Regions from separate parts of the Mus musculus genome. Here regions 1, 2, 3, 4 and 5 are each linked to region 6. A link is a contact called in public Hi-C and HiChIP or PLAC-seq data. All regions are on one chromosome and are shown on one strand. Each heading gives the region's core, a stretch centred on a gene start, on an enhancer-like site or on the middle of the called end of the contact. The rest is flanking DNA. Distances are from core to core; before and after follow the strand shown. Region 1 overlaps Maml3 (mastermind like transcriptional coactivator 3). Region 2 overlaps Maml3 (mastermind like transcriptional coactivator 3). Region 3 overlaps Maml3 (mastermind like transcriptional coactivator 3). Region 4 overlaps Maml3 (mastermind like transcriptional coactivator 3). Region 5 overlaps Maml3 (mastermind like transcriptional coactivator 3). Region 6 holds the start of Setd7 (SET domain containing (lysine methyltransferase) 7).

Region 1 (4,415 bases), core at 44-2,543, 320 kb before region 6:
ACACCCACAGGGTGGGTAGGAACACTGTCGAAATCCTGCAGTTACAATCAAACTACTACAGGAAAGTGACGGAGTCTTTAGGCTCTATCAGTGGGTCATTTGCTTCTGTGACCTCAGCGAGCCTCTACAGACACTGGTCACATTGCCCAGCTTCACTGTGGAGGTGTGTTAGTCCACAGCTTTCATGATGGCGGCATGCCTTAGTAAAGTCCCCTAGAAGGAGAAAACTTTGTCTTGGATCACTATTATGAAGGTCTCCGTCCAAGGTTCTCTGGGCCTGAGGTTTTGAGTTGGTGATGGCTTAGTGAAGCACGGTGGTGGAGTGCGTGCTGGGGCTGTCTGCTCATTGTATGAGAAACAGAATGGGGAGGGGAAGACCAGAGAATCAACATCGCAGTGACTTCACTTGCTCCCATTAAAGCCCCACATCCTTAAGTTCCAGTTGTGCCACAGGCAGGCTCGCCAAGCCTTCAGCACCCGTGCCTTTGGGAGACATTTGAGATCCAAACCTCAGGCTGGGGAAGGATGCTCAGTTCCTAAGGTGTTTGACTCGAAAGCATGAGGACCTGAGTTCAGTGTCTCTGGAATCCACACAGAAAAGCAAGGCATGACGGTACACGTTTGTAATCCCAACACTGAGAACGCTGAGACAAGCAGATGCCTGGGGTGTGCTAGACAGTGGAGCCCACTGGGGACCAACAGGGACCCTGTCTCAGAAAGTGAAGTAGAAGGTGCCTGAGGGGCAGCACGGAGGTTGTCCCCTAGCCTCCATATGTACTACACACACACACACACACACACACACACACACACACACGTACATCTATGTGCGAGCCTTCCAAACCATGAAAAGGGGCACGTGAAATTTAAATATGTCAACAAGTGAATGTGACAGGGAGTGTGAGGCAGGGGCATCGTAGTGTGAAGTTTTGCCATGACAGCAGTGAGTTGCTGGCGGTCTTCTCTGACTTTAAGGGTTGGGGCTAAGGTGAACTAGAGAGCTCACAGCTGTCCAGATGCTCGTGAGCAGGTTGGGGGTTCCTGGGAAGTGTGTGATTCTGTCGGTGGCTCTGCAGCGTTCCTGGAAAGTGCTTGTCTGAGTGATCTGTCATCACTTGCACAGGTGGCTTGCTATGCGCCATGTCGTTCTCTTTGGAGTTGGATTAGCTGAACTCGTGACGACGTGCAGTTGGACCTCTGCAAAAACAGCTGCAGAGCTGGGTTGTGAGCACCGCAGAAGACTGTCTGGCCTGACAGGAAATCCACTTGCGGAGGAGAGCACTTCCTCCTGTGCCCTTGGAGGGAGCACTGTTCTGAGGGACAACTTCCTTTGCTTCCTCTCTTGCTTAAGAGCCATGCTGTCATTGGGGAATGAACAATGCCTTTCACTCTCAAGTGGCGAGGCCTACCATGGGAAAGCATGGACCTTGAAATTCAAATCTCAGCTCAACAGAGCCAGCTCTGTGACCTTAGGTAGTTTATTTAGTATGTCTCAGTTCCAGGCTCCCCGTTTCTATAAATGATGCCTCATTAACTTACCTCACACGTTTGACTTCTTAACTTTGCCTGGCATATTCTCTCTCTCTCTCTCTCTCTGTCTCTCTCTCTCTCTCTCTCTCTCTCTCTCTCTCTCTCTCTCTCTCTCTCTCCCCCTCCCTCCCTCCCTCTTCTCTCCCTCTCCCGCTCTCCTACTACCCCTTCCTCCTCTCCCCCTCCCCTCCCCCTCCCCTCTCCCTCCCCTCTCCCTCCCCCTTCTATCTTAAAACATGCTGACTGATGATAACTTTGAGAAGAGCCAAAACTGTTGAGCATCTGAGTTATGACTGATTTGGCTCTGCCTTGCTTATCAGTCTCACTTCAGGTTTTCACCAAAGTTTCGATTCCAAAGGGACTCTATCCCTATCCCCTCCCTGTCTCACCCACATGCCTCCTCAAAACAAATTTCACTTAAGATGAAGGAGAGGTAAGGATTTGTCCAGGGTAAACCCATGTGCCATTTAAGGTGACTTATCCCTTGGGGTAGGGAATCAAAGAACATCCCAAATGCCATTTCATCTCTGGGTTTGACAAGGTATTTTGGGCATATACAAACACCCTCCTGGGATGTACCATTGTAGGAATCCAGTAGTTCCTGGGTCTTCATAAGAGGTGGAAGAGAGGAACATCTTTGGGCTATCCTTGGCTAATGTGCTGGCGTTGAACATAATAATGGGTAGGGAGACACACAGGGCCTATGCAAACTCTATGAGACCCTCCGAAAATAAAATTTAAAAATAGACACAGGCCCACTAACCTAGTCACTCTCCGAGTCACCGAATATCAGCTAGCCGAGGCCATCTCTCTCTTTGCTAATACGGAATCTGGCTTAATTAACTCAGAAAATTTTGCAACAAGAATCTGTTTCCAAAGAGCAGGGTTTTTTTTTTCTTCTTCTCTTCCTGCTAGCTGACATTCCCATAGCAGTTAATTCAAGAGGCTGTGTTAACACGTTGCTGTTGCCAACTGACAACTGTAGTATTTTCCTGATCACACTCTCAACCCTTTCCCCTTGCTCCTCTGACAATTGAAACCAGAGTCATAAACTCCCTGGAATGACTCTGCAGCATGGGAGTCATTTGCATGTCTTTGTCATACGGGAGGCTGATGCCTATTTTGGGTAAATATAAGCCTCCCAGTTGAGTGAAGGTAATTGAATGATTTCGGATTTATTACATGTGTAGTCGCTTCTCAGCCTATGGTTTTAAGCAAGCTTGTGGTCACATCTGTAAACCTGAGTTTGATATTCGTATTGGCTCATCTCAATTGGACCCAAAATGTGTGCAAATTGGGATATTAGCGCCAAAGCTGGATCTTTTGTCTATGAAACCATGTCTCTCTGCAGCTGATACTCCGGGGCAGCGCTGAAGGGAAAGATGCTTTTGACTTGGTTCCAGCTTGTTTCATTTTCCTTTTTAATTGATTTTAGTCCCATCTATAATTCCCTCGTCGGCTCCACTGTGAATGTCCCTCATGTTGTGGCTTGTGTTCACTTTGCTTTTGTTCCGTTAAGCATTTTGCAATCTCCTCTTTCCCTGCCCTTAGTTCAGAGGAGACCTAAGCTCCGATTGCTGTGCCATTTCTGGAGTGATCTGCCACCTTTATGAGATTTACTGTGGTCATTCCCCCCGCATACTCCCTCCCTCCCTCTGTTCCTCTCTCCCTCTTTCCATCCCTCTCCCCCGCGCTTCCTCCCCATACAATATGATTCCTTTATGAATTAGAATCAGGGTTCCGGGAGCTGGTTGCAGGCGCAGGCATTGGAAGCCTGGGCACATTGCAGTGAGTAATACTATTACCTGCCTCTCTCTGTTACAAGTTCTTCCAGGCGGACTCGGCCTTATTCATCTCTGCAGCACCATCCTCTCACACAGGGCCCAGTGCATAAATGATGTTCCAGGCATTGCCACTGAAGGAGTGAATTAACTTTTGCAAAGCCTTTTATAATTTATAAAGATACTCCACAAAGCGGCGTGGGGTGCTTGTTTTTAAGGCGTTGCTGAAACCATTTCCTCCCTCATTGCTTTATGGTTGTGAAATTGCTTTGGAATTTGGGGACACTGATACTTTTAGTAAATGTCTTTCATGAAAAGCCAAAATCTAAATACTTTTTGTTTTGTTTTGTTTCTAATATGAAGGGCTGTGGGGGAGAGAATGGAGAGAAGGAATTTGTGACTATTTTTTTTCCTTTGTATCCAAAGGTTTTTCTGGGTTTTGAATTTTTTGTTTGTTTGTTTGTTTGTTTGTTTGTTTTGTTTTTCTGTTTTATTCTGTTTCTTTTTCTTTGCAACTGCCCTTTAGAGTCCTTTGCTGCTTCTTTCACTGGGACAGAGGTGAACTGTCACAGAAGCTAGAATGGTGCTTAGAAGGGAGCGAGCCAGTGGGCTGCAGGAGAGAAGGGCTGTGTGTTTGATTTGTGTTTTGACTTGGCCAGTGTTCAAGGTTGTTCCGCTTAACCGCATCATCTCCGCGGCTTCTAGGTCAGCGCTATCCGCGCTACTCGTCCTGGCCACACCTGCTGGACCTTGGGAAGGACTTCAGCCCCATCTCACACCAAAGTCAATGGAAATGCTGACCCCACAAGGTCCCTTGGCTTTATAGCCCTCGCCGGCTACACACTTACCTCAGAGAGCTGCCCAGAGTCAGCTCCCAGCCACCAAGATTTTCTTAACCGGCTTCATCTGTCTGTGCGTATCGCTTCATCTCTGAGTTCTTTCCGTAAAACTCAAGTGTAGATGTCAGAAAACAAATGTGTTACTGCTTTTCAAAAAGGTCCCTGGAGGGCTACGGATGTGTAAACATACACAGAGCATGTGTGGTGGGACCCTGGGTTCCATCCGGGGATCCCAACAACCACAAAACCTTATTGGGGCTAGGCA
Region 2 (4,849 bases), core at 1,943-4,442, 380 kb before region 6:
AGGTAGAGGCTCAGTTTAGACTATGAATAAGTTTGTCGTGTAGAAATGAGAGAATAAAAACTTTACCCAGTGCTTTGAAGGGGGAAACCCTTTCTCTAGAAGAGAAGTCAGCAAAAGCTGATGAGACCTCTCCCACACACACTCATATGCTTGTGAAATATGTGGCACATTGTGTGTCCCTGCACTATTTTGTAGAGGCAAGGCTTGGCAGGATTTCACTCTAGCCAATATGTCCTTGAACTCACGGTGATCCTCCTGCCTCAGCCTTCTGAGTGCTGGAATTTCGGACAGGAGCCGCCATTCTTGCCTTGTGGCATGGTTATTTTCGAATTTGGGTGATTCATGAATCCTGGAGTTTCACTCCGTGGGTGTTTTGTTGTATTTGTTTCCTTAGCAACAGCATCAAACACAGTGCTCCCTGCACATCTATGAGCAGAAAGGCTGTTGTACTGGTACTGGCATCTGCCGGGTTAGGATGCGGAGCATCTTAGAGTACTGGTCGTTCAGTTTACAGTCCCCAGGGAGGTGGCTGCTGGAGAGAGGCCCAGTGGACTGGTGTGGATTCATAGCCACAGCTCTGTGGGAAGTGTCAGTTCTGAGAGAACACTGAAAAGGGCACCCAGGCTTAAAGGATTGCTTCTTTAAAAACTCTAAAGGAGCATTGGTTTATGAAGATATTAGGAAGCCAGTTCCAAGCTCCCTAAAATATAGAGATTATATTCCAATGCCGCATAGCCTGAGTCAGACAGAATCTGATTAACAATGATAATAAGTGTCTGATTAACAATAATAATAAGCCTACAGCTTAGACTTTTTGTTTGCTCATCTGTGATCTGGGGACATGTCATATGTACATCTATCTAGAAACTTAAAAAGGTTAAAATAGCCAAGCAATATCTGGACTATTGGAAATGGAGTTGTAGTTACAAAGGCCCAGGCCCAGGTCATAAGGTACTTGTAATAGAAAGGAGACCTGGAAGTTCAGTGGAATTTTCTGTAATGAAGGTATGTATTGGAGGCACGTGGAACCCAGAGAACAGACCCAGCTCTGCCTCAAGTTCGCCGGGCTCAGAGATTCCTCCTGGACCATAGTCTTCCCATTGCTGGAGAAAGAAAATCATGTGAAGTTTCTGAGTTTAAGTGACCTGTCATATGCCACCTAAGCTGCCTGAGCATCTCTCAGCTGCCCTGCTGCTCTGCTCCATGTTTCTCAGAAGCCCTGAGCAGTTCTTCACTGACTGCACAGTAGTCCCAGAGCCCACACCACCTCGATTCTCCCATCGATCATACAGCATCCCTCCCCAGCTGCTCTCTGCGTCCCTCCACTCTCCTGCCTTCTAACTGCGCACATAGCTCTTTCTTGCTTACTTTCTTCTCCCTCTCTAAAATCCAACTCATTTCATTCAGAACCTATCTCAAATACCCTCTTCCATGAAGCCTGCTTGGATTCTCCCGGTTCAACTTAATTATGCATTCTATATACTTCACAGTATCTATTTGGAGCTTCTCTGATAACATGTATTCTGCTACCATTATAGTTAGTGTTTGTAGATGCCCTTATTTATTTGCAGGCAAACTCTATTTCTCTTAATTCACCATCCTCTCAAACAACAACAACAACAACAACAACAATCAACCTTGGGCCAGTGAGATGTTTCAGAGGGTGAAAATGCTTCTAATCTGAGGACCTCAGTTCAACCCCTGGGCCCCAAATGATGACAGAAGAAAACTGACTTCTATAAGTTCTTCTTGAACCTCCACATGGGTACTGTGACATGCTCCCATATGCACACACAGAGTAAATAAATAAAAGTATGTCTTAGTTAGGGTTTCCATTGCCATGAAGAGGCACCATGACCAAGGCAACTTCTTATTATAAATGAATTAGGGCTGCCTTGCAGTTTCAGACGTTTAGTCTATGATTGTCATGGCAGGAGATATTTCAGCATCCAGGCAGATGTGGGTCTGGAGGAGCTGAGAGTTCTACATCTTGATCCAAAAGCATCCAGGAGAAGACTGGCATCTCAGGTAGCTAGGATGAAGCTGTCATTGCTCACCCCTGCAGTGACATACTTCTTCCAACAAGGCCACACTTCCTAATAGTGCCACTCCTTGGCCAACCATATTCAAACCACCACAAAAAAAGTGTCTCAAATACTGTGGAGTGTTGTCCCTGGTCTAATGATGCTAGTGGGTTTTTAAATTCGATTCCTTCCTACTTTCTTCAAGATCACATACTCCAATTTGCTCCCAGCACACATCCCTCCATAATTTGTTTAGCTTGGAATGCGTCTTTGTGAGCCAGAGGTGCACAATGGCTAGTGTTGTCATGACTCCCAACACTTAGGCTGACTGAAGACTGAGGAGGAATGTTACATGGAGTGTGCTCTCTGTAGAGTCTACAATGGACCGTATGAATATTTGAAGCGGATTCCGGAAGCCATTTCCTTTGAGGGAGGGTAAGTTGAAATGTAAGAAGCGAAGATTAAGGAGTATTAACATAAAAATCTGTATTGCGGCTTCTTTTACATAAATGTGTTACCATTGTCAGAAGTGACCATTGTTAGACAGCTTTTTAGGGGCCTACGTTTTAATGCCCAGATGAAAAGTTTGTTATGAATTATTGAAATGTGGAATTCCACATGCTTATAAAGGCCCGTGACAAAGAACGCTGAAAGAAGATTGTGTGTGTTCGGGGTTTTTTTGTTTTGTTTTGTCTTGTTTTTCAAGTATAGTGTTCTGATGCAAAGGTGTCAGAAAACAAAAGGGAGTCGGGAGTAAAAAGGAGAGGGACTGGTCCAGGTTTCAGCATTTTAATACTCTGTCTCTGTCTCTGTCTCTGTCTCTCTCTCTCTCTCTCTCACACACACACACACACACACACACACACACACACCTGATGGGCCTAGCATTTTCATTTTCTGGCAGGTTCTGGAAGGTCTGGAATTGAGAGGAGGACGTGAGTCTTCCCCCCCTCTACACTCACAGAGCATTTTTATCTCCCGGTGTATTCAGGGCCCTTGTTTATCATGATCTGAGCTGCCAACCTCTGGGACATCACAAGAGACTTCCCATTGACCTGCATATCAGCCTCGCTCTGTAACTCAGGCCTCCTCACCCTCTCTATGAGCAGCCAGCTGCTTTCTTCTTCTTTCTCTTTCTGCCTTGTTCTCCCTCGCCTCCACCCCACCTCTTACTTGGCCTCTTCACCCATCTTCCTCTTTTTTGTGTTTTCAGGATTGAAATCAGGGCCTCCTGCGTACTGGGCAAGCAAGCACTCTACCACTGAACTCTCTCCTCGGCCTTTTCTCTCTGCTCTTATTCAGGCTGACCTTGAACTCAAGTCATGCTGTAGCTCAAGCAGACCTTGAATTCCAACATCCTCTTCCCTCTGCCTCCCAAGTACTTGGAATAACATGCACACGCCACTAGGCCCTGTTTTGCTCTTTTCTGTCTAATCCACCTCCACTCACTTTAATGTGGCCCAGAGCTCAGGCTCTGTGCTGTCTTGCTGCACGCTGCTCAAAAGCTCAGTTCATGGTTCTTGGCATAGTCGACAAGGAGATTCAGCGCCCCCTTGCCTCAAGGACCAAAGTGGGCTCTGAGATAACGCAGCTAGATTTCAGGTTTAGTCTACCGTCCTGTTGACAGGACTGGGCATCTATCTGTGTGTGGGGGTGAGGCTCAGGGGGAGTCAGGAGTGTGAGTGTATGTAGTGGTGTGTATACATTTGTGGAGGTCAAGAGAACAACCTTGAGTCTAGGTCCTTGCCTGCCACCTTGTTTGAGACAGGCTCTCTTCTTCATTGTTTGCAGTGAGCTTCTATGGGTTCTCCTGTTCCCAACTCCCATCTCTCCATAGGAACACTGGGCTTACAGATATATGCTAGGGTGCCCAACTTTATATGGGCTCTGGAGGTTCAGGTTCAGGCTCTCGTGCCTGTATGGCAAGCACTCCCATTCGGTACTTCCCAAGCTCAGCTCTATGGGTCTCTAACGATGGATACCCAAAGGTGACTCAAGACTCGTGCGATGCTGCTGTTTGTCTATTGGGAAAGGGGTTCAATTTAGATACAAGTATGGTCAAAAGAACGGAACTGAGGTCTAAAAGTAGCTCCATTGGCTAATGGAGGATGGAGAGCGAGTCCTATTTCCTGTTGCCTCGGATGGATGGAACAATCAGCTTTAACCCGGTGCCAGCCAGGGGTCAACCCTGAAGATCCCATGATTTCGTAATTGGCTTGCATCTGTGTTTTGCTAACCTATTTCCCTGTTAGAGGTCCTCAGGAACTCTTTAGGTCTGTGGAGATGTTCTGTGTCTAATCACCTGATAGAGCTTACAGCCCTCACGATGGCAGAACTCCTTTGAGAAAAATGCCTGTGTGAAAAAAAATCGTATGTGTGCTTCTTAAAAAGAAAGTCAATCTGGCTATTCCCATTATTTCCTGGAATGCATGCCTCCAAGGGCAGGGGGAAGATGGCTTAGTGGCTGAAGTTGTTATGGCAGCCTGAGCTTAGATACCCAGACTCCACAGAAAGGTATATGTAATAGCGTGCATCTGCGATCGCAGTATTCCTAAGGAGAGATGGAGCAGAGGCAGGAGAATCATGGCAGTTATGACCAGCTAGCCTGAGGTGCGCTGCAGTCAACAGTAAGAGATCCAGCCTGGGACAAGCTAGAACGTCAGGACTAACCCCAAAGTTGTCCTCAGACTTCTATGTGCACAGCTTGGCACACATGTGCTCACAGTCACACAAGCTCACACATAAATATACACACAGAGGGCTTTTTGGTTTTGGTTTTGCGTATCTTCCAGATTTCAGGGGAATAGAGCAAGGTTCTATTTTTA
Region 3 (4,513 bases), core at 813-3,312, 440 kb before region 6:
CCCCACCTGCTGCTACCAGTGTGTGTGTGTGTGTGTCTGTCTGTCTGTCTGTCTGTCTCTCTGTCGGTCTGTTAGGTAAGCAGGACAGGCTTCTGTCATAGCTAAAGTTGTGTATAAGTACCTCTAGTCCGTCTGTGTGTTAATTTAGGTTGCATGCATAATGTTATTTCAGGTTAGTGAGTTGCTGTAGGACATACCTACCTCTATAGTGGACTGAACCTGCTTCTGAGATAGACATTCAACAACTGCTCCAGTGGATTTGGAGGCTAGTTTGATGTCGGTTCACGCACATCTGGGCATGGGCATTTTACCATCCCTTGCCCTTTCGTCTGCTGAAGAGCTGTACAGATCTTGCTTGGCATTTTGACTTGGTATTTCCCAGCTGCTGCAAATCCGCCAAGCAGGGACTTGACATTGGCACTTTGAGGCCACTCCGTAGCAGGTTGGTTTGTAAAGAGATGCTAAATTTGCTGAGATAGTGAAAAGCTGGCATGTATTTATTTTGGGAAGAGACAGACTCTTGTGAAATAGGGGCCCATTCTGGAAGAACTTGTACCACTCATTCATCTCGCCTTGTGCACGGAGCTGTAATGCTACAGCTGTCACCCGTTTTCAATGAGCGATTGTCATATTGTCAATCCACGATAATACAGAACAATTTCTATTCTCCATGTTGAAGCATCGCCTTTGTAGTGCAATTCAGTTCGTATTAACAATGCTTTGATGACAATTCCTTCCCACTCCACCCTTCCAGCCCTCCCTCTCGCCATTTCTGAACCAGAGGAAATCGTATTTTGACAATATCTCTAGTGTTACCAATTTTCTGCTTTAAAACATTTTGGGCCCAGAGTCCTCGCTGAAACTGCAGAAAGCACACCGATCTATTTCCTTTTTTTTTTTTTTTTTTTTTTGAGAAGAAAAAAAAACCCAACCAACCAACAACATCAACAACAAAAACCTAACTCTCTGGGGATTGGGTAGTGACTTGCCCAGCAGAACTAAAAGTATTTTTAACCATTCCTTATTTCTTCTTAAAACATTTCTATAAAAAAGAAATGGCATATGCCTTATTATTCCCTTTCACGAGGAACATATTAGAAATCAGCTCCTTTGGCTTTGGTGTTTTCAAGATAGCCATCCGTGAGCTTGGCTGTTTTCCCAGTTCTGAGTGATGGCAGTCCTAGACCTGGCATTACTGCCCCAATGGATCAGTACTTGATGAGTCGCCCTAGAGGTAAAGTTGGTTCTGGGTGTGAGCGCTCCCCGTGTATCTTAACTGTCACAATTCACTGTTTTAAGCTGGTTGAGTGTTGAGCTTTTTCTGAACCCTCTCAAGAGCTAGATCTGGGTAGACACAGGAGTGATTCAGACCCACCGTGCACACTTGTATAATCCGGGCCAGGACCAACACTGTAGATCTAAAATGCAGTTATCCTGATGGCTTCGGGATGTTTTCATTGTACTCATTTAAAAATTTCTCACCAGGGAAGTTGGAACGATGGGAAATTTTATATGGTCCCAAATGCCCCAGATGACTGGTTTATACTTTGACCTTAGAAAGGATAAAAAAAAAAGAAGAAGGTAAAACAAGTCAGTGCTTTTGAATAGGTTTCAAATATAGGAGAGCCAAATTGCGCGCACTGAGCGAGGGAACGAATTGAGCAGAGCTTTAGGTAAATGAATGTGGATGTGATGGACCTCAGTGGGAACTTGGGAGGTAAAGGGAAGAGAGGAACAACCTGAAAATGTGTATAGCATGTCCATAGAGCCGTGGCTTCTGAGAACAGCCTTGACTTTGAATAGCTTGTTGCTTTGTCCCTATAGGTGGACTTGCTTTCTCCCCGACCCCTATCCCGATGCAGCCCGATATCGCTGAGCTATTCAGGGCGCTCTGCTACCCTACTCTTGAGGTCTCAGGAAGGTGAAAACCAAGTCTTGCCCAATAGCTTGGGACAGGAAGTGGAGAGGACCGCTAACTGAAACTTGAGACTGTATGTAAAGTCCGTGCCAGAGTGGCAGGGCAGATGTTTCTTCTCTAACAGGAAGCACCCGTGGCCCACAGGAAGCGCCAGAGTCCCTCACACATGTCATCCTGTATTCGCATCTCTGCATCACTGCGTGGTCACGTGGGCTCTGTGTGACTGGAAACAAAGGCGGGACCACGGGGGAAGGAATACACCACGTGATTATTTACCCAGCCCTTTTTTTTTTTTTTTTTTAAAGATTTATTTATTGATTATATGTAAGTACACTGTAGCTGTCTTCAGACACTCCAGAAGAGGGAGTCAGATCTCGTTGGGGATGGTTGTGAGCCACCATGTGGTTGCTGGGACTTGAACTCTGGACCCTCGGAAGAGCAGTCGGGCGCTCCTACCCACTGAGCCATCTCGCCAGCCCCCCCTTTTTTTTTAAGTATACATAGCATTGCCTGCAGCCCTTCAAGCCACAAGTTAGACATAGCCACTGTAGCTGTTCCATTTATCCACCTATTCATCTGTGCACCCTAATAAAATGGTCAGTTGCGCGGGGTCTGCAGTCTGACCGCTGGGTTCAATCCCAGCTCCCCCATGAAGGTAGAAGTTAGGGACTTCACTTACATGCTGTTAGTAAGTCACAAATAGTAACTCGGTATGTCTTGAGACGGGAGGGAATCAGGGAGTGAGTGGGTTTCTATAGAAGGCCTTTAGACCGCACTGAAGAGTTGCTGTTTTATTTACCCATCTCTTGAAAAAGAGATCGCTACACATGTAGTTTTGCAGAAAGTCCATCTTTCTGGATGACAGAATTACAGCCTTCTCCTTTAAGTCCCTGGATGCATTGTTTTTCTTGGTATTTATCATTGTCTAGACATTTTAAAAAGAATAGATATTTTTAAAACAATGCCAGGGCTGAGACCTTTAGTCCATTGGAGGGAGGAGCTCTGAATTCAACTCTGCTTGTTTGATATTGAGTAGTTAGTTCATCATCTGGCCTTCCCCTCTATACTTCTGTCTTCTACCTCGATCTTTCTTTACTTCTGACTCTCTTTATTTTCTGACCTTTGGCCTACTGCCCATGGAGGCAGATAGCTCTGTGTGTGCAGCCGTTCTTGTTCATGGCTGTTCTGAGACCCAGTCACACACTGGTAAAACTCACCTCTTGAAAAATCTTGATAAATCAGTTTGCATTTATAAAGAATTGGTAACTAAGCAACTGTCACTATAAGACAAAGTAAAGTATTATGTTGAATGTTGAGTACACAGAAGTTTAAAAACTAGCGACTGTGACTCACCACAATCCAACGATTGGATGTTGTCACCGTGGAAGCCCTAGAGACTGAGTGTCAGGGGCGAGTTTAATGGCTCAGCCACTTGATAAGTGGCAATTGTAGTTCCGTGTTTTCAGGGACTTGAGTCGAATTAGCTGTATTAGCTCGGATTGTCAAGATGTCTAAGGAATGGAAGGGGGTGTCATCGCTTGTGTTTATGTAACAGTGGAAGAACACTGTTATTATACATGACGCTTATATTTGAATCCTAGTTAAAACAGGGAAGAGTTGGCTCCTGGGCTGATTCCCCTGCTCTAGTTAGATAAGGGCAGTACGAAAGGCGTAAATACGGCAATCACTCTCAGCACATTTTCATTTCTCACAAAGTGGTGATATCCTCGTGGCTGGCATTTTCAGCTCTGCCTTGCTGACTTTTAGAGGGGCTTTAAAGTGCTCGTCTCTGTTGAACGCAGGGCTCGATGGGCTGCGGCACAGCCTATGCGTCAGGGTCTGGACCACACCGACCTTGAATTAGAGGCAGAGGGGCTGTGTACACTCAGGTGAGAGGATTCCTCCCCCTCCACTTGAAGATGGGAACAGGGTTTCTCTGTGTAGCCCTGGCTGCCCTGGATTCACTCTATAGACCAGGCTGGCTTCAAATTCAGAGATCTGCCTGCCAGAGTGGCTTAAAACCACACTGAGAACCTTTCTCTAGGGAGGCTAGGCACGTTTTGAGATGTACATCCCACATCCGAGATCTATTTCTTTCCTTTCTTCCCCTGTAGCCAATCACAGACACAGAGCGCCTTCTGTTCTATGAGGGGACACAGTGGACATGGGAATGCAGTCGTAGCCTCGGGAGCCTTGAAAAACTCTGTCCCGTGTCTTCTCCCTTTGCTCCCCCTTCCTAGGAGACTGGTACACACATCCTTAAAAGCAGAGGCAGAGGCAGGCACAGGCGTGTCCCTTCCTTTTCTCTGGGCTTGTGAGTGGAGAGGGTAACAGGGATGAGAAGTGACAAGCATTTGCACTTAAGTGGGAAAAAGTGATGGGGGGTGTGGGGACCTTCAGACGTGTCCGTAGTCTCAGTGCTGACTCAAGGCCAGCCTGGGAGACACAGGCCCCCCTTTAAAGAGAGAAAGGAAGGTGAGCGTGAGGGAGGGACGGAAGGAAATGCGTAAAGGGACATTTTTAGGTGTGCCATATCAAGGCGGCTCCTGTGTTTGTGTGTGTGTGTTACAATCACAGAAGTGGCCCTTTGGACAC
Region 4 (4,701 bases), core at 467-2,966, 490 kb before region 6:
TTCTGAGGCTAGACTGTGAGAGTGGACACAATCCGGAGGAGCTCCGTGCAATGACAGAGATGTGTCTTAGAGTTCCAGGAGCCAGGAAGAGCATCACCGAGCCCAGCATGCAGTTGGGGAGCTCTTGAGCAAAGCCGTGGGTTTAGCTGGGTGAAGTGGTACGAGGAATAACGGAGACTGAGCAGGGCATGGGAGATCCCTAGTGCAGCAGGAGATTGATGCAGGCAGGACTAAGCTTGGCGATACTGGAAGGGAACAGCTTTCAGATGCCACGCGGAAGGCCTTGGAACAAGTGGGGCATTAGTGTTAGCTCTCTCCTGGTGTTGGGCAAGAGACACAGAGGAGGGCTCGGGGCTGAGCTAAGGGGCTGTGCCCTCATCTCAGGGTGCTGGGAGCTGGATTTGAGAAATGTGAGTGAAATAAAATGCAAAAAGCTTTTGCTTTTAGAGATGGGAGATGAGGAGGGAATAGGAGCCCAGCCTGAAGGATTGGTGGACCATCAGTCTCTTTAGAAAGGTCTCTTTAGAAAGAACTCATGGTTTCCAGTTTGGGGTGTGCAGGTCTGTGGGGAGGCACTGAGATCCAAGACAGGCTCTTGCTATCACCCTGGATAACCCACAGTGGCAGAGTCATTGATTTTTGCTCTGTCAAGACAGGGGGAGCAGGAAATGCGTGGAGTGTGAAGTGGGAGGAGCTAAAGCTCTTCCCATGATTAAACTGAATCTGACGGAACCACCGCAGAAGGATGAACCCAAGGTCCGTACACTGTGAGGTCCTTTGAGGAAGAGGCAGGATCACAGGCGGAGGCAACTCTGAGATCCTTGGGTGTCAGCAGCCAAGCTGAAGAAAGGCTGCCCCCGTGTCGCAGTAGGAAGGGATTCATGCTGCTGATTGGACGGCTCTGTGTTCTTGGCTATCGGTGGCAGGCTGCCAAAGCTCCTCTAAGCTGTCACTCACGGCCGGGAGGGCCGGACTTGTGGAGCTTGCCTCTCCAGAAAGTCTTTTTGGCCTTGAGACAAAAGAAAAAGAGCAGCTTATCGCACACTTCAGGATCCAGAGAGCCAGGAATTAATGAGCTAAGACACTGACCGAGGAAGTGGGAGAAAGCAAGGAAGGAGAGGTTCAAATGGTGGTTCTGCTTAGACGATAATGATGGTGATGACGATGATTATAAATCCTTGCAAACAGACATGAAAAGGAGGAGAAAGTTAGACTCTCGGGATCCTTAGGAGCTTCATTTGGGGCCACCATTATCTGAGGAGCCAGTCTCTGTGCTCAGTTGTCCCCAGTGACAGAAAAGAGAAAGAAATCTAAGAGTTCCAGATTTATAGATTTTCTTAATAATAAGGATGACGGTAGATGAGGGAAGGACAAATGGGAGTCTGTGGCCAGCGTGGGCAGGCTGCCTCCTTGTTTTATTTTACTGGTGATTTTCCTTTGCTTTGCACAGATCAGATTTCCCGCTCTGGTATTCAACAAGGAGCACATAGCCCGAGGATAGCAATTAGCTCTCTCTGAGCCCACTCTCCTTTGCACAGCTCTCGCTGACGTGTGCAATTACTAGCACCCCGGCAGCTCTTTTCAGATCTCGGCTGTGCACAGTGGGAAGTCAGGCCCACCATCCCAGAGTCCTCTGCCCAGACTCCTCCTCACCTGGTGCACAGGGACCTTGCCTGCAAATAGAACTGACGTGCCGGGACGTCATCGGGCCTGGCAGAGCTCATTGGCAGAGAAGTTCAGAGTTTTATTTTCAACCTAGAGACAGGCGGAGATAGATCCAGCTAGAACAGGTCTCTTCCGGCTTAGGCCCTCCTCCTGTGGTTGCTGGAGTTGTGGAGGATGGAATGTCAGAGGGAGCGTGCTTCTTATAGCCTCCTGGCTCACAGACTGAAGTTGGCTCCCTACCCCTCCGGCTGGTCCGTCGTCACAGTAGTCCTACGGTGTCCTGCGGGAGCTGCCTTCCCACAGCTTTCTTCTCTGCTTCTTTTCTTTCTCTACCTTGTGTGGTCAGGGTGTGTGTGTGTGTGTGTGTGTGTGTGTATGTGTGTATTCCTCAGGTAGATCCACTTCCAAATGAAGACCCCCCCCCCACCCCCAGCTAAGTTAATTCACTTCAGCTATAAAGTTGCCTGGGTAGACAGGAATGGCTTAAAACTTTAGGAATAAAAACTATAATACAGTGCAGGAAATGTTGCCTTTGTGTGGGAGGCAGAGAAAACCAAACCCTAAGAGGCTGAGATCCACTTCCATTCACCCTTCAAGGGAGGGCATCTTTGCCAAACCTGACTCTCCACAGGAGGATTCATAAATGGTGGTTGTTGTTGTTGTTTTCTTTTCTGGTTCATCTCATACCTGGCTGTGCCTTTAAGGAATGTTTTGGGGGGAGGACAGGGCACGCTTTGAGACCTCCTTCTTATGTATCCCAGACTGGCCTGTAACTCAGGATCCTCCAGCCTCAGTCAGCCTAGTGAGGGGATCGAGGTGGCACTGTGCCAAGCCTACATGTCTTCTTTTAAAAGGCAGAGACTTGCTACCGACCTAAAATCCAAGAGACCACAAAAGCAAGCTCTGGTGTGCCCACTCAGGGCTAGCTGAGGAGGCTCCCAAGTTCCCAGGGATTTTAGGGCGGAACTAGCAAAGGGTTAAGTGCCCCTCCCCCAACCCCCATCCCGCCACTACCTGACTCCACCCCCCCCCCCTCGTTGCTTGAAAGAGCAGTGTGGCCTAAAATGAGGGTTCTCTGCTTTGGCTTCTGTCTCTCTTGCTTGTCCTGACTTAGTAATCGTTCATTGTGACCGGCTTCTGTACATTACCTTGCCTCCTGTCCACAATCGCTCCACAGCTAAATTTCTGTTGCTTTTTAATTATCGCCATCATTATTTGGAACCGACGCGATGTTTTAAGCGAGATGTTTCGTCTTCTCGGTTGCCCCAGTGAAGAGGCCCGAAAAGGACCACAGCCCAGCCGGAGTGGGCCTCCCCTTCGAGGAAGCCCCTCGGCCACTCCCACCCTGGTGGGTTGTTTGTGTCTCACCCCATCAGCCACTAGGTCTTAGTAGGCTCCTGTCCCCCAAGGGGGTTTCTCTTGTGCTGTATTCCTGGGCCTGGCCTCTGATTCCACACATTGAAACGCAAATGACAGCAGTAATTGGCTGAGAGATAAACCTCAAGGAGCGTGTGAGCCGGGCTGCGGGGAGTTAAGTGGCTAAGTGACAATTACCGTGCCGCAGCCTTGGGATCAGCAGCAGCCGGGCCGTTCTCGTACAGGGTTTTAAAGGAGCAATATCACATTAATTGGAGGCAGGCTTCTGGGTTAACAGGCCTTACCCGGCCTCCCAGCTTATTTTATTCTACTTTAGGGATGAGAGTGAGTGGGTGGAGAAAGGCAAGTTTGCCTAGTCTCTCCTCCCAGCTCCAGGCTCCATTCCCCTCTTGCCCCCAGGAGAGTTTGAGAGATTTGTGTCCTTGACTCTGGTAGGCAGATCAGATCTTTGGTTTCATTTGGAGATATAAAAGCTGTAAAAGTTGCTTTGCAGTAGGAGGTGACTGTGATAACTGTCAGTCATAAGGGTTTGGTGACCACAAAGGACCTCGACTCAGCCAGACCTGCCATCTTTCCCACCAGGCAGGCAATTAACCCTCTGATTTTTTTTTTTCCTTTTTCTTCTTTTCTATTAAGTTTCTATTCCAAAACTGAGTTTCCCGGTCAGATATAGCAATAAGCAGCAGAGGCGACACCTCCCTGCGGCTTGTAGCCCTTTCCAGTCAGAGTGAGAGAAATCAATAAAACTATGAATTCTCTCTTGCTTACTCAGTAGAAACCCTTACTGCAGAGAAAGGCGGGGTCCTTGTAGGGAGAGGAATCCAGTCTAGAATGAGCTGGGCTAGGCCTTCCTGCTCTTCTCAGAAAGGCCACTAAACCCTATCCTGGCCATAACCAACCATCAAGATGATTGGTTTAGACTTGAGATAAGCAGACTACACGAGGCACTGAGAGCCCTTTCCCTCTAGGTACTTGCTGTCTACTGCATTAGAACTCTGCAGGGCCCAACACTTTTTTAAAAACCTCTGTCTGGTAGGCTTGCTGTTTTTGTTGTGTGTTTCCTTCAGCCCACACAGCACAGCATGGTCTCGCTCCCCTTTTACTAAGTATTCCCTCTGGGTTATAGCTATGAATTAGTTTGTCTTACTTTAGGAGAGAGCCGGCCATTTCCAGAATAGGAACTGGTTTGCTTCAGGCCATGCTTCCACTACCAGAGGTAGAAAACACCAGGAAAACACCAGCGTTAACTGGAGGAGAATCTGGTATCTAACTAATGGAAGTTCACATCTTAAACTGTCAGATGCTGGAAGGCATTTAGACAACTCTTTAGTTCCCAGCCAGCCTGTCTGGAGTAGAGAGAGTAGTCTGGTTAGGAGCTGTGCCTGGCAGGCAGACAGTCTTCTTGGAGGGTACCTAGTGTAGACTTCTCCAGGATGTCACCAGGTCATGGTAGGGAAGCTGGCTTGTCACTGTTAGAAGGGTTTCAGTCTATCCTCTGAAGGAAGGCTAAGTGAGATTTCATGGCTTATGTAGCAGTCACCATGGCCTCTCCAAGAAGATGAATACATTATTTAAAGAAAGGCGTGTCCAAGGCTGTGGGGATGGCTCAGTCAGAAAAGAGCTTGCTGGATGTACATGCAATCCCCAGTTTGATCCGTA
Region 5 (4,555 bases), core at 1,550-4,049, 350 kb before region 6:
GATTTAAATAACACACAAATTCTTCTTCTAGAAATATATATATATATATATATATATATACATATACATATACACATATATATACATATATACATATGTGTATATATATATATGTATATGTATATGTATATGTATATGTATATGTATATGTATATGTATATGTATATGTATATGTATATGTATATTCCCAAATGAAAACACACATTTTTAAAACATCAGTGATTAAGGGCAGGGGAGATGGCTCAGTGGGTCAGAGCTTGTGCTGAGCAAGCATAAGGACCCAGGTTCAAATCCTCAGAATCCATGTACAGAACTGGGGGTGGCACAAGTTTGGGGGTGGGGCCGGAGGTGAAAAGATTGCTGGCACTGCTAGCCACCAGCTTAGCTCCAAGTATCCTGAGAGAACATGCCTACATCTCAAAGGAATAAGGAATTCAATGGACAGTGATAGAGCAGGATGTCTTCTGACCTCCCCTCGTGTGCATGAGCACGCATGCCTGCACACACACACACACACACACAGACACACACACACACGCACACGTGTGCATAGACAACACACACCAAATCAAAACAGTCAGTAACTCTTCATCAGGCCAGTGCCAGAGTCAGCAGTTGTGTACGTGGGATAGTAACCGGAACTGCTCCAGTCGTCAGGAGTGCTTTGGTGTGCTGACACACTCCTGTGTGTTGAGCTTCTGAAAAGTGACTTGCATTGAGATGGCTGCCGCCGTCATCAGGCTCATTACACACACTGAAAAGTATTTGGTCTGGCCTTCTGTCCTTCATATCAACCATGACAATTTGCTTAAGCCCACATTCCTTGAGTCTGAAAGAATCAGTCTGGGTGGTGTGCTGAGATCATTAAGAAACCCTTTGCCTTTAAAAACATTTTTTTGTTTGTTTGTTTTTTTGTTTTTTGTTTTTGGAGACAAGGTTCTCTGTGTAGCCCAAGCTGTCCTGGAACTCACTTTGTAGACCAGGCTGGCCTCGAACTCAGAAATCCACCTGCCTCTGCCTCCCGAGTGCTGGGATTAAAGGCGTGCGCCACCATTCCCGGCTAAAAACATTTTTTTTAAACGAAGAAGAGATGCATATGCTGTCTTCAGCTTCAGCGTGCAAGAGGTTTTACCATACCTTGTAATGAGGAAAACCTGTAGTCTTGTACGTCTTGAATGACCCAGAGAAACCCAGATGGAGCTAATGAAGAGCTTCATCAACAACTGTTTCCGAGCTCCCGTGTATAGGGAAGAGTGTTGGTGGGGTTTATTGGTATTTTCCATTCGGATTCTCCCAAATATCATGTGGAGAAACATAACTCATCAGAAGATACCTAGTACTAAAATTGGGTGTGGCCAGTCATGGCTGAGGGGTGCTCTGAAAACACAGCTATTAGGAGCAGTGTGTTGGCGCCTTGTCAGGGCCGTTAGTTCCCAGGCAGCCCCTTCCAGCCTTTTCCACTTGTTTCACGTGATGACTAAACACTACTGGTTGGATATGTTTACCTATGATACCTTACACAGATGCGAAGAAGAACTTTGCTAGTTAAGTCAGAACTTGGGAGAATTAAAAATCCCAATGGCTTGTTTTCTCAATTGTGGGAGAGTACACATGGGGCAACTGTTTATTAAATATCTGTCCTGGGAGGGGCTGTTTAAAATCAGTGACGTTTATGACCTTGGCTGAAAATTAATGTGATGGTTTGTTGATATTTAAGTATCCGTGCAATTAAAAGTTTGGTTAGGTTATGTGCGGAAGACTACAGCATGCTTTGGGGTCCGCTGCCTTGAAGGTGGTTTGGTTCCTAGTGGTGATGATAAGTGTTATCTAAAGAGGAATTTAAATCCAGCAGCCATCAACCCTTAACATCAAAATAAAACTTTAAGAGTAAGACTTGGGGCTAGAGTTGGTAAATGTTTGCTAGCAGAACTAAATCCCATTCCCACAATCCGCATTTCAAAAGCAAACCAAGGAAATTGTCCTGCCTGTGATCCCTGGATGGGGAGACCAGGGACTTACCTTGCCAAAAGCCAAGTGAGTTCCCGGTTAGTGAGAGACCCGGCCTCAAAAGAACAAAACAGAGAACCTGAGGCACAGTTCTCCAGCTCCAAGAGTAGGGGGTCCCCGAGACACTGCTTCCCCGACGCTGCTTCGGTCTTTCCCAGGAGCTGGGGGCTGACACTTTGGGAAAGTGGAAACCTTTTTAAAAAAATGTCTTTTCACCTATAACCACACATAGCACCACAATGTCATATTCCTTGTTTTCTGTACTGAATATTCCACAGGTTGTTGTCAGGGCCTGTCACTTGTGCAGTGCTAAGTTACTTCTGGCTGGTGAAATGAGCCAGGTCAAGCCAGATTAGAGTATTTAAACATAGGTTTATTGGAAAGCAGCTCTCCCGAGAGTTCTCTGGCTCTAAGAACCTATGCCAGGGAAGTTGCCATGGGAAGGGAGAGAAAAAGGAGGGGAAGAAGTTGATAAAGCAGGCATGCGCAGAGAAAGGGCAAGAAGAGCGAGAAAAGGAGAGGGGAGACCAAAATGTCTGGAGTATACACTGAAGAGCCTCTGAGGGGAAGGGAAACCCAGCCCCTGGGCTGGCAAATTCAGGGTTGGAGAATTTCGGATCCTGGGCGAACATGGAGGCCAGGTCAGCTTTGGTAGGTAAAATACGCAACTCAGCCTCTTGTCCCGGGGTCTGAAACCCAACTCACAGGAGTGACTGCACTGTACACAGTTATTGAAGCTAAGCTGAGAGATCTGGGTAAAGAATTCAACTCTCGTGCCGGTGAGATGGTTCAGTGGTTAAGAACAGTGGCCGCTCTTCCTGAGTACCCAGGCTCGATTCTCAGCACCCACATTGCGGCTCACAATCATCCTAACTCCAGTTCCAGAGGATCTCAAACCCTTTTCTGGCCTCCTTGGGTGTCAGGTATGGGTGGGTGCCATACACACAAAAAAATATAAACAAATCTTTAAAAGCAAGATTCAAGCCTTTTCTTTCCATTTCGGATTTAGTCAGAATGATCCTGCCTTTGCAGTCCCTAGCAACCAGAGCCGGTCACCTCCAAGAATTCCAGGAATGCTACCACAGGCTTATCTCCTTAATCCTCCAGCGTCCTCACAGCCGGGCTCCCGTGGCTGCCTGCCTCTCCTGGGCTCGGATTACAGCCCCATTTCTCTCACATTCAAAGCTGGAACCCTTTACTGTTCCAGCCTCGGTCGGTCTCCAGGCCCCACAATGGCGGGCTCTCTAGATTCTCCTTTCTGCCCACCTTGCCTGTCTCCTGAAATACCTTTTTTCTCACCTGTATGCCATAAAGATTATCACACTTATCTCTCTACGGAGGAAAGGAGGGAAGTAGCTTTCAACTGGGTGAAGTTATGTGATGGGGGGGGGGGGGGGAGACGCATCCTTCAAAACATTGCATTTCAAAGGTTTTCATTTAGGAAGAATTTTGTTTGTTTTAAATTGTGATGAGACATTCTTTTACATTTTTTTCCAGCTCCTATTTCTCATCTAGAAATAAAATACTTATTTATATATTTGCTAAAACTTGTATATTTGTTACGTATAATTGAAGAAAATATCTGAAATACAATACATATATGTAAACATTTACGTTTGCAACAGTGTATCAGTTATTTTGAGTTTCAGTGATTATTTCAACACAGCCTTCCCACCCCCACCCCCCCAAAAAAAGACTTGCCAAAATTAACCCAGCAAGCTGATAATCTTTTGTTTCTGTGATTTTTTTTTATCACTATCTGCTTTATTTATCTACGGAAAATAAAATGTTCTGCTTCCTAAGGGGCCCGTTTCTGTACAGTTTACACATTTAGTATACAGTTTCTTCCAATGGAAAACTATAAACCTGAATTTTCTGCAACTTACAATAGGGTTTGTACAATGGGGACATACTTTGGTGAGAAAAACTATACTGAAATTGTATTTGTTGGAAAGTGATTTAAATCATCTTTCTGGCGAGCAATTTAAGTAGAGGCCAACGTGTCTGTGTGTGAGGGTGGGGTGGGGTGTGGCTTTAAGCATGGTCACGTGGTGGTGACACAGGTAGGATGTGTGCTCTGATTCCTCTGGACAGTGCTGAGTGCAGACTAATCGGAGAATTTTAGTGATCACAAATTCCCAGGCCGTGGCCTGTCAGCAGGAGAGCACAGAACTGGAAAAGGCAGAGCGCAGACCCTGTGTTCAGCGGCCTTCACAACAGGCCCTGTACACGGCTGGTTATGGATTCCACATCTCCTAGTGCTTGACCAACAATGAATACAGTGAAACCAGCTGACTCGGCATTAAAGGTTTCTAATGTGAAGGATATTTGTTAGTTCATTCAGTTATATGTAGTACAAAAGCAGAAAAGCCCTGCTTAATTAGCATGTATTAATCCCTCGAAAAGCACACACACACACACACACACCATACATTCATGCCCATGCATGCAATATACACAGATGATGTCTGGCCTCTTTGTTTCCAGAGTCCTCTGGGCACCACCAACCTCAGTACCACCACAGGAACAACAAGTTCTGCTTACCAGC
Region 6 (4,418 bases), core at 815-3,314:
CTGAAGGTATCCTTTCATATTTCCCTGCAGGTGTAGATTTCTGTGGAGCCTAACAAAGGTCCCTGGTACCTGTCCTGGAAGACCCTTAAGGAGATCAATCCCAAGACAGACTTCAGAGGGGTATGGAAGATTTCAGGACAGCGTAGCCTGAGCCAGTGTGTACAGTGGTGTAGCCTAGGCTAAAGGGTCAAAGAGTAAACCAGCCTAAACCACAGAAGTCCCTCCCCATATGGCCTGAGTATCTAATGCCCAGAAGAGGAACCCATACTGCCAGAGTGGCCACCCTGGTGCACTTTGCAGGTGAAGGAGACTGGACCCTAAGCCTTCTAACTCCACATCCACAACCTTCCTCTTTCGAACGCAGTCAGAATGGAGCTAACATTTCTGATGGTATTTGGGGTTAGTGTCTCCATAATTTTTCTCTTAAGTGGTTTTCCCTTTGAGACAGTATTTCTCTATGTAGCCCTGGCTGACCAGGAACTCACTCTATACACCAAACAGGCTGGCCTTGAACTCGGAGATCTACCTGCCTCTGCCTCCCTAGTGCAGCGATTAATACCACCATGCCCTGTTTCTTTTACTTTTTTTTTTTTTCTGGCTGACATATATCAGCCAGTGGGGGTGCAGCTCATTTGGTGGAGAGCTTGCTTTTCTAGCATGGAAAAGTCTGGATTGTATCTCCAGTACTATAAATTCAGCATGCTGCCAAGGTTTGTAATTACGGGGCTGTGAAGATAGAGGCGGGATGATTAGCTCAAAATCGTCTTCCTGTATACAGTGAGTTAGAGGTGAGAGACCGGGCTACAGGAGATCCTGCCTTAAATAAAAAAGAAAAAGAAAATGAAAAAAAAAAGGCATTTAAGAAATTAAGGAGGGGGGGGACTCTCTCAGGCTTTGGAAGTGACTTGAAATCCTGCCTCATTTATTGTTCAGAAAACGAAAAGGAACAACTTTCTTTGGTTCCTGCCCCATCCTTCCCACCCGCCACGATGACTGTTCTTGGCAGAAGGCCAGACCAGCACCGGGTAATTCCACAGTACATTGGGTACATGCGCATGCATTTAACCCGCTATTTAAAGAGATCCTTTGCTGCCACCTGTAAGAGGACATAATGACACTCTTTAAGTGGCTGGGCTGGGAAGGGAGTTTTCTTCCCTCAAAGATGCCTGAGTCTGTGAAGTGGTTGGCACTTGGAGAAACTAAAGAAACATCTAGGGACATCACAAATACAGGACCGGAGGCGAGAGAAGGAGGAGCGCTAGACACAGGGTCCTGGCTCCGGCTCTCCGCTTGGTGGCTCCATCTTCAAGACAAGGAGAAGGAATCGGCCAAAGCTCGGGTGCGGCCTGATTACCAGCCTGCTGCCATTTGGGTTTGCTGAATTCCTGGATCTCTCTAGGGGCCTGGAGATGCGAAAGAAGATGGAGACTGGGGACTCCTGGGTAGGACGTTCAGTCGGGAGGAATCCAGGACGCAGGACGCCCCCTGGAGTCGAGGGAACTGGCTTGTGGAGGCAGCGCTGGGCAGTGGAAGGGGGACGGGGCACCTGCGCTCCTGGGCCCGCCGCACTTTGCAACTCTGGGCAGTAGCGAGCCGAGTGAAGTGGGGCTCGAGGGCAAGAGGAAGTAGAAGCTCAGGAACCAAAGGCTTCCTTAGTTCCGAGTGCGCTCCAGCTGTCCAGGAGTGAGATAGTGGTAGGAACACCCAGCATGACGCACTTCCAAGTCCCTGGTGGCACATCGTGGGGTATCAGGTGCTCTGAGCCCCTCACCCACCCCAGGCGGGTACCCTCGAGGCCCCCGGCGCTAGCGAACAGCCGGCGGCGACCTGGACCGCGTGGCTGGCGAACAGTGAACCAAGCCAAAAGGTAAACGCCGCCTGGTCTGCCCACTGCCTGGTCTTAAGAGGCGGCGCAGCTCCGGAGCACCTTGGGTTCTAAGGATCCTCACTTCTGGGAAAGGACAGGGAACTGTCAATCAACGAGGGAGGGAGCGCACCGGCGCCGGGTGATGTCAGCGGATCAGCTGCTCCATAACAAAGAGGGGGTATCACAGGAGAAAGTTGCAGTGGCGGCAGCACCCCAGAGCCTCCGGGACCGGGGACGAGAGGAGAGGGGGCGGCGGCTGCGGCTGCCGCGGCTGGCGGAGGAATTGAAAGGACTGTAGGGGGAGGCAGCGCGAGCCGCCCCGACTGCTCCTCCTCTTCCTCCCCCTCCTCCCCCTCCTCCAAACTCGCAGGGCTTAGCTCCAGCGCTCGCTCAGCCACCAGGAGCACCCAGAGGGACGGGAGCCGGCCGCACGGCCCCGGGCTGGGTAGGGTCTCAGCCGCCATGGATAGCGACGATGAGGTGGTGGAGGAAGCCGTGGAAGGTACAAGCTTTTCTCCAGGACTCTGGGGTGGGGACAGGCGCCTGGGGCGGAAAGCGCCAAAAGAGTGGCGGTCTGCGACGCGCGCCGGGCCGAGCCGAAGGCCGCCGCGGTCCCTAAGCGGATGGCGGGTCGCTCGGCTCAGGCGGGGGCTGCACTGCCTACGCCACGCCGCCGGGAGCGTGCGGGGCGCGGCGGGGCAGGGGCGGGGAATGGGGCCCCGCGGGGTCCGCCGCCCTGGGAAAGCTGGGCCCCTGCATCCCGCCTGGCCTCGGCAGCATCCTCCCTGGGAGTTGCGACGCTGCCTAGCACCTTGGCCTTAGTCCTTGCGGGGATGGAGGATGGGAGGGCAGTCCCTTGAGGCCCGCGATCTCCGCGGGGCAGCGTTGTTTCAGCCACCTCGACTTCCCCTCTCCGACCGCCTGCCCTTTTCCTGACTGAGTCGCTGCGTCCCATGGCCACCAGGGCCGGGTCTAGGTGGGTCTCCCATCGCAACGCACCCGGCCGCACACCAGGCACATGGCGGCCCTGGCCGCTCCTCCGGGGTAAAAAAAAAAAAAAAAAAAAAAAAAAAAAAAAAGATGAAATCATGGCTAGGTAGAGCACGCCGCTCCCCACCAGGCTACCCTGCCCCTGGGCGAACTCAGCCACCCGCCCTTCCCCCTCCCGGCTTCCCAGCGAGGTGCAGGCGCGCCGTGCGGACGCTCCAGCCGGGACCCAAATTGCTGGGTGACACTTAACTTTCTGAATTCCGAGCTGTCGGCTGCCGGTGATATCACCGCCTGGGTGTCAGGTTTCTCCGCCCCCTCTTGCGCACCCCTCCCCCGACTCCCGTCGCCACCGTGTTTTGCTGAGTTTCTCCGCCTCTTTTTTTTTTTTTTTTTTCTTTTTTGCCCCCCTACTTATAAAACGTCCGTGGCGACGTTATACAATCTCGTTGTTTGTGGCTTGAGAGGTTATGATTTTGTAACAACGAACACTGGAAAACACTCTTAAGCGTATTTATTATTTATCTTATTCTATCCCAGATAGTGTTCCCGTGATGTTTTTGCAAGATTGCGTAGTGTTGTTCCAGAATTTGTTAAACACAGCAACTGACTAATTTTAAGTCGGTGGTTGAATCTGGTTTTGATCTCATTTGTATAAACAGGTCTGACAAACGATAAAGAAAAAGTGGCTGTGCTTAACAAATGCATATGGATATGTACTTGTTAGTGCTACGTGGGGAGAAATCTCTTTGGTGTGTCCATAAATACAACTTTTGCAGACTGCTGAAGGCTTAGGGTGAGATGAAGCAGAATAATTTTTTGAATTTCCGGAAAGGCATCCATTCTAATTTACTTTGTAAAATGTATTTCTTCATTTTAGTTTTTGTTTTGTTTGTTTGTTTTTTTTTTAACAACTTTTAAGTACATAGTTTTGCTTGTAACTTTTGGAGAGACTAAAATGCGGATCCACAGAGCTTACATTTCTCTAAATAAACCCAGTGTTGGGATTAATGAGGCCCAGCTAGCATTGTTTGAGCCAATCATAGGAAGCCTTCTTTAACTTCCAAAGTTATTGACTTCTTGTAAATTTCTGCTATGACAGAAAAAGTGTTCTTAACAAAGTGCCACTGTCGCTCTCATTCTTCCTGGGGTTTTTTTGCCCTAAACAGTATTTTTTAGGTTTGTTTGTGTTGTTGTTGATGATGGTGATTTTTTTATTCTTTAATGTCATGCGCAGTGGTGTTTCTGTTTGCATGTATGTCAGCGTGAGGATGTCATATTCCCTGGAACTGATGTTACAGACAGTTGTGAGCTTCCATGTGGGTACTGGGAATTCTTCCCAGGTTTTATGGAAGAGCAGCCGGGGCTCTTAACCACTCAGCCATCTCTCCAGCCCCTCCTCCTGTTCTTTTACTTGCAATTTTTAAAAACAAACCCTTAAGCACAGATAGTGCCCCCAGCCCAAGCCACCTTCTCCAGGGCTGATGTTTAGAAAATGTGCTCTGTTGTTTATGATCCTAGCACTGGCATGTGAACAAAAACCAGGCCCGTGGCATACACACCT

The links. A called contact is a pair of places that touch in the nucleus more often than the background predicts. HiChIP or PLAC-seq counts read pairs in DNA pulled down with a chosen protein or histone mark.
Region 1: an H3K4me3 HiChIP or PLAC-seq map of bone marrow-derived macrophages shows a contact between it and region 6, with 4 times the contacts expected there. The contact joins the enhancer-like site here to the promoter of Setd7 in region 6. A contact is called at or near these places in 3 of 39 promoter capture datasets (hippocampal neurons, liver and pre-B cells), 1 of 484 Hi-C or Micro-C datasets (myeloid progenitors), 2 of 115 datasets of contacts at active chromatin or transcription factors (bone marrow-derived macrophages and pancreatic cancer cells) and 1 of 9 other capture datasets (adipose tissue).
Region 2: a contact with region 6 is called in a Hi-C map of bone marrow-derived macrophages, with 22 read pairs. The contact joins the enhancer-like site here to the promoter of Setd7 in region 6. A contact is called at or near these places in 2 of 39 promoter capture datasets (hippocampal neurons and pre-B cells), 1 of 15 datasets of contacts at CTCF or cohesin (the NIH/3T3 cell line), 1 of 484 Hi-C or Micro-C datasets (bone marrow-derived macrophages) and 2 of 115 datasets of contacts at active chromatin or transcription factors (bone marrow-derived macrophages and pancreatic cancer cells).
Region 3: an H3K4me3 HiChIP or PLAC-seq map of pro-B cells shows a contact between it and region 6, with 3 times the contacts expected there. The contact joins the enhancer-like site here to the promoter of Setd7 in region 6. A contact is called at or near these places in 7 of 39 promoter capture datasets (the 3T3-L1 cell line, the SN4741 cell line, hippocampal neurons and 3 more), 3 of 484 Hi-C or Micro-C datasets (CD4 T cells, LSK cells and group 2 innate lymphoid cells), 13 of 115 datasets of contacts at active chromatin or transcription factors (the 230-238 cell line, the NIH/3T3 cell line, bone marrow-derived macrophages and 10 more) and 2 of 9 other capture datasets (adipose tissue and liver).
Region 4: a contact with region 6 is called in an HNF4G HiChIP or PLAC-seq map of pancreatic cancer cells. The contact joins the enhancer-like site here to the promoter of Setd7 in region 6. A contact is called at or near these places in 6 of 39 promoter capture datasets (the 3T3-L1 cell line, cranial neural crest, hippocampal neurons and 2 more), 1 of 15 datasets of contacts at CTCF or cohesin (the NIH/3T3 cell line), 4 of 484 Hi-C or Micro-C datasets (adipose-derived mesenchymal stem cells, cardiomyocytes, forebrain and 1 more), 17 of 115 datasets of contacts at active chromatin or transcription factors (astrocytes, bone marrow-derived macrophages, double positive thymocytes and 13 more) and 3 of 9 other capture datasets (adipose tissue, embryonic stem cells and liver).
Region 5: a contact with region 6 is called in a FOXA1 HiChIP or PLAC-seq map of pancreatic cancer cells. The contact joins the enhancer-like site here to the promoter of Setd7 in region 6. A contact is called at or near these places in 2 of 39 promoter capture datasets (hippocampal neurons and pre-B cells) and 4 of 115 datasets of contacts at active chromatin or transcription factors (the NIH/3T3 cell line, cardiomyocytes, craniofacial prominence and 1 more).

What each region holds. Positions count from the first base shown.
Region 1 is chr3:51,878,994-51,883,408 of GRCm38.p6, reverse strand. All of the region lies in intron 1 of Maml3 (mastermind like transcriptional coactivator 3), which reads left to right. Among named protein-coding and RNA genes, the nearest start is that of Gm46803, 170 kb to the right of the region's middle. Within about 2 kb of position 1,293, at least 71 of the 459 cell types and tissues checked have an H3K27ac peak or open chromatin away from gene starts, as enhancers often do. A contact at or near this core is called in bone marrow-derived macrophages, liver and myeloid progenitors, where this site is marked.
Region 2 is chr3:51,937,569-51,942,417 of GRCm38.p6, reverse strand. The region is part of intron 1 of Maml3 (mastermind like transcriptional coactivator 3); the gene reads left to right. Among named protein-coding and RNA genes, the nearest start is that of Maml3, 170 kb to the left of the region's middle. Within about 2 kb of position 3,192, at least 14 of the 459 cell types and tissues checked have an H3K27ac peak or open chromatin away from gene starts, as enhancers often do. A contact at or near this core is called in bone marrow-derived macrophages, where this site is marked.
Region 3 is chr3:51,997,785-52,002,297 of GRCm38.p6, reverse strand. All of the region lies in intron 1 of Maml3 (mastermind like transcriptional coactivator 3), which reads left to right. Among named protein-coding and RNA genes, the nearest start is that of Maml3, 100 kb to the left of the region's middle. Within about 2 kb of position 2,062, at least 81 of the 459 cell types and tissues checked have an H3K27ac peak or open chromatin away from gene starts, as enhancers often do. A contact at or near this core is called in bone marrow-derived macrophages, group 2 innate lymphoid cells, memory CD8 T cells and 2 more, where this site is marked.
Region 4 is chr3:52,043,281-52,047,981 of GRCm38.p6, reverse strand. The region is part of intron 1 of Maml3 (mastermind like transcriptional coactivator 3); the gene reads left to right. Among named protein-coding and RNA genes, the nearest start is that of Maml3, 59 kb to the left of the region's middle. Within about 2 kb of position 1,716, at least 377 of the 459 cell types and tissues checked have an H3K27ac peak or open chromatin away from gene starts, as enhancers often do. A contact at or near this core is called in the NIH/3T3 cell line, adipose tissue, adipose-derived mesenchymal stem cells and 16 more, where this site is marked.
Region 5 is chr3:51,907,200-51,911,754 of GRCm38.p6, reverse strand. All of the region lies in intron 1 of Maml3 (mastermind like transcriptional coactivator 3), which reads left to right. Among named protein-coding and RNA genes, the nearest start is that of Maml3, 200 kb to the left of the region's middle. RefSeq lists an enhancer at 1,110-4,184. Within about 2 kb of position 2,799, at least 101 of the 459 cell types and tissues checked have an H3K27ac peak or open chromatin away from gene starts, as enhancers often do. A contact at or near this core is called in craniofacial prominence and pancreatic cancer cells, where this site is marked.
Region 6 is chr3:51,558,469-51,562,886 of GRCm38.p6, reverse strand. It overlaps Setd7 (SET domain containing (lysine methyltransferase) 7), which reads left to right and starts at 2,064. Exons shown (of 8, transcript NM_080793.5): 1 at 2,064-2,369. The coding sequence starts at 2,330. It overlaps 5031434O11Rik (RIKEN cDNA 5031434O11 gene), which reads right to left and starts at 2,902. Exons shown (of 5, transcript NR_160686.1): 1 at 2,679-2,902; 2 at 1,998-2,138.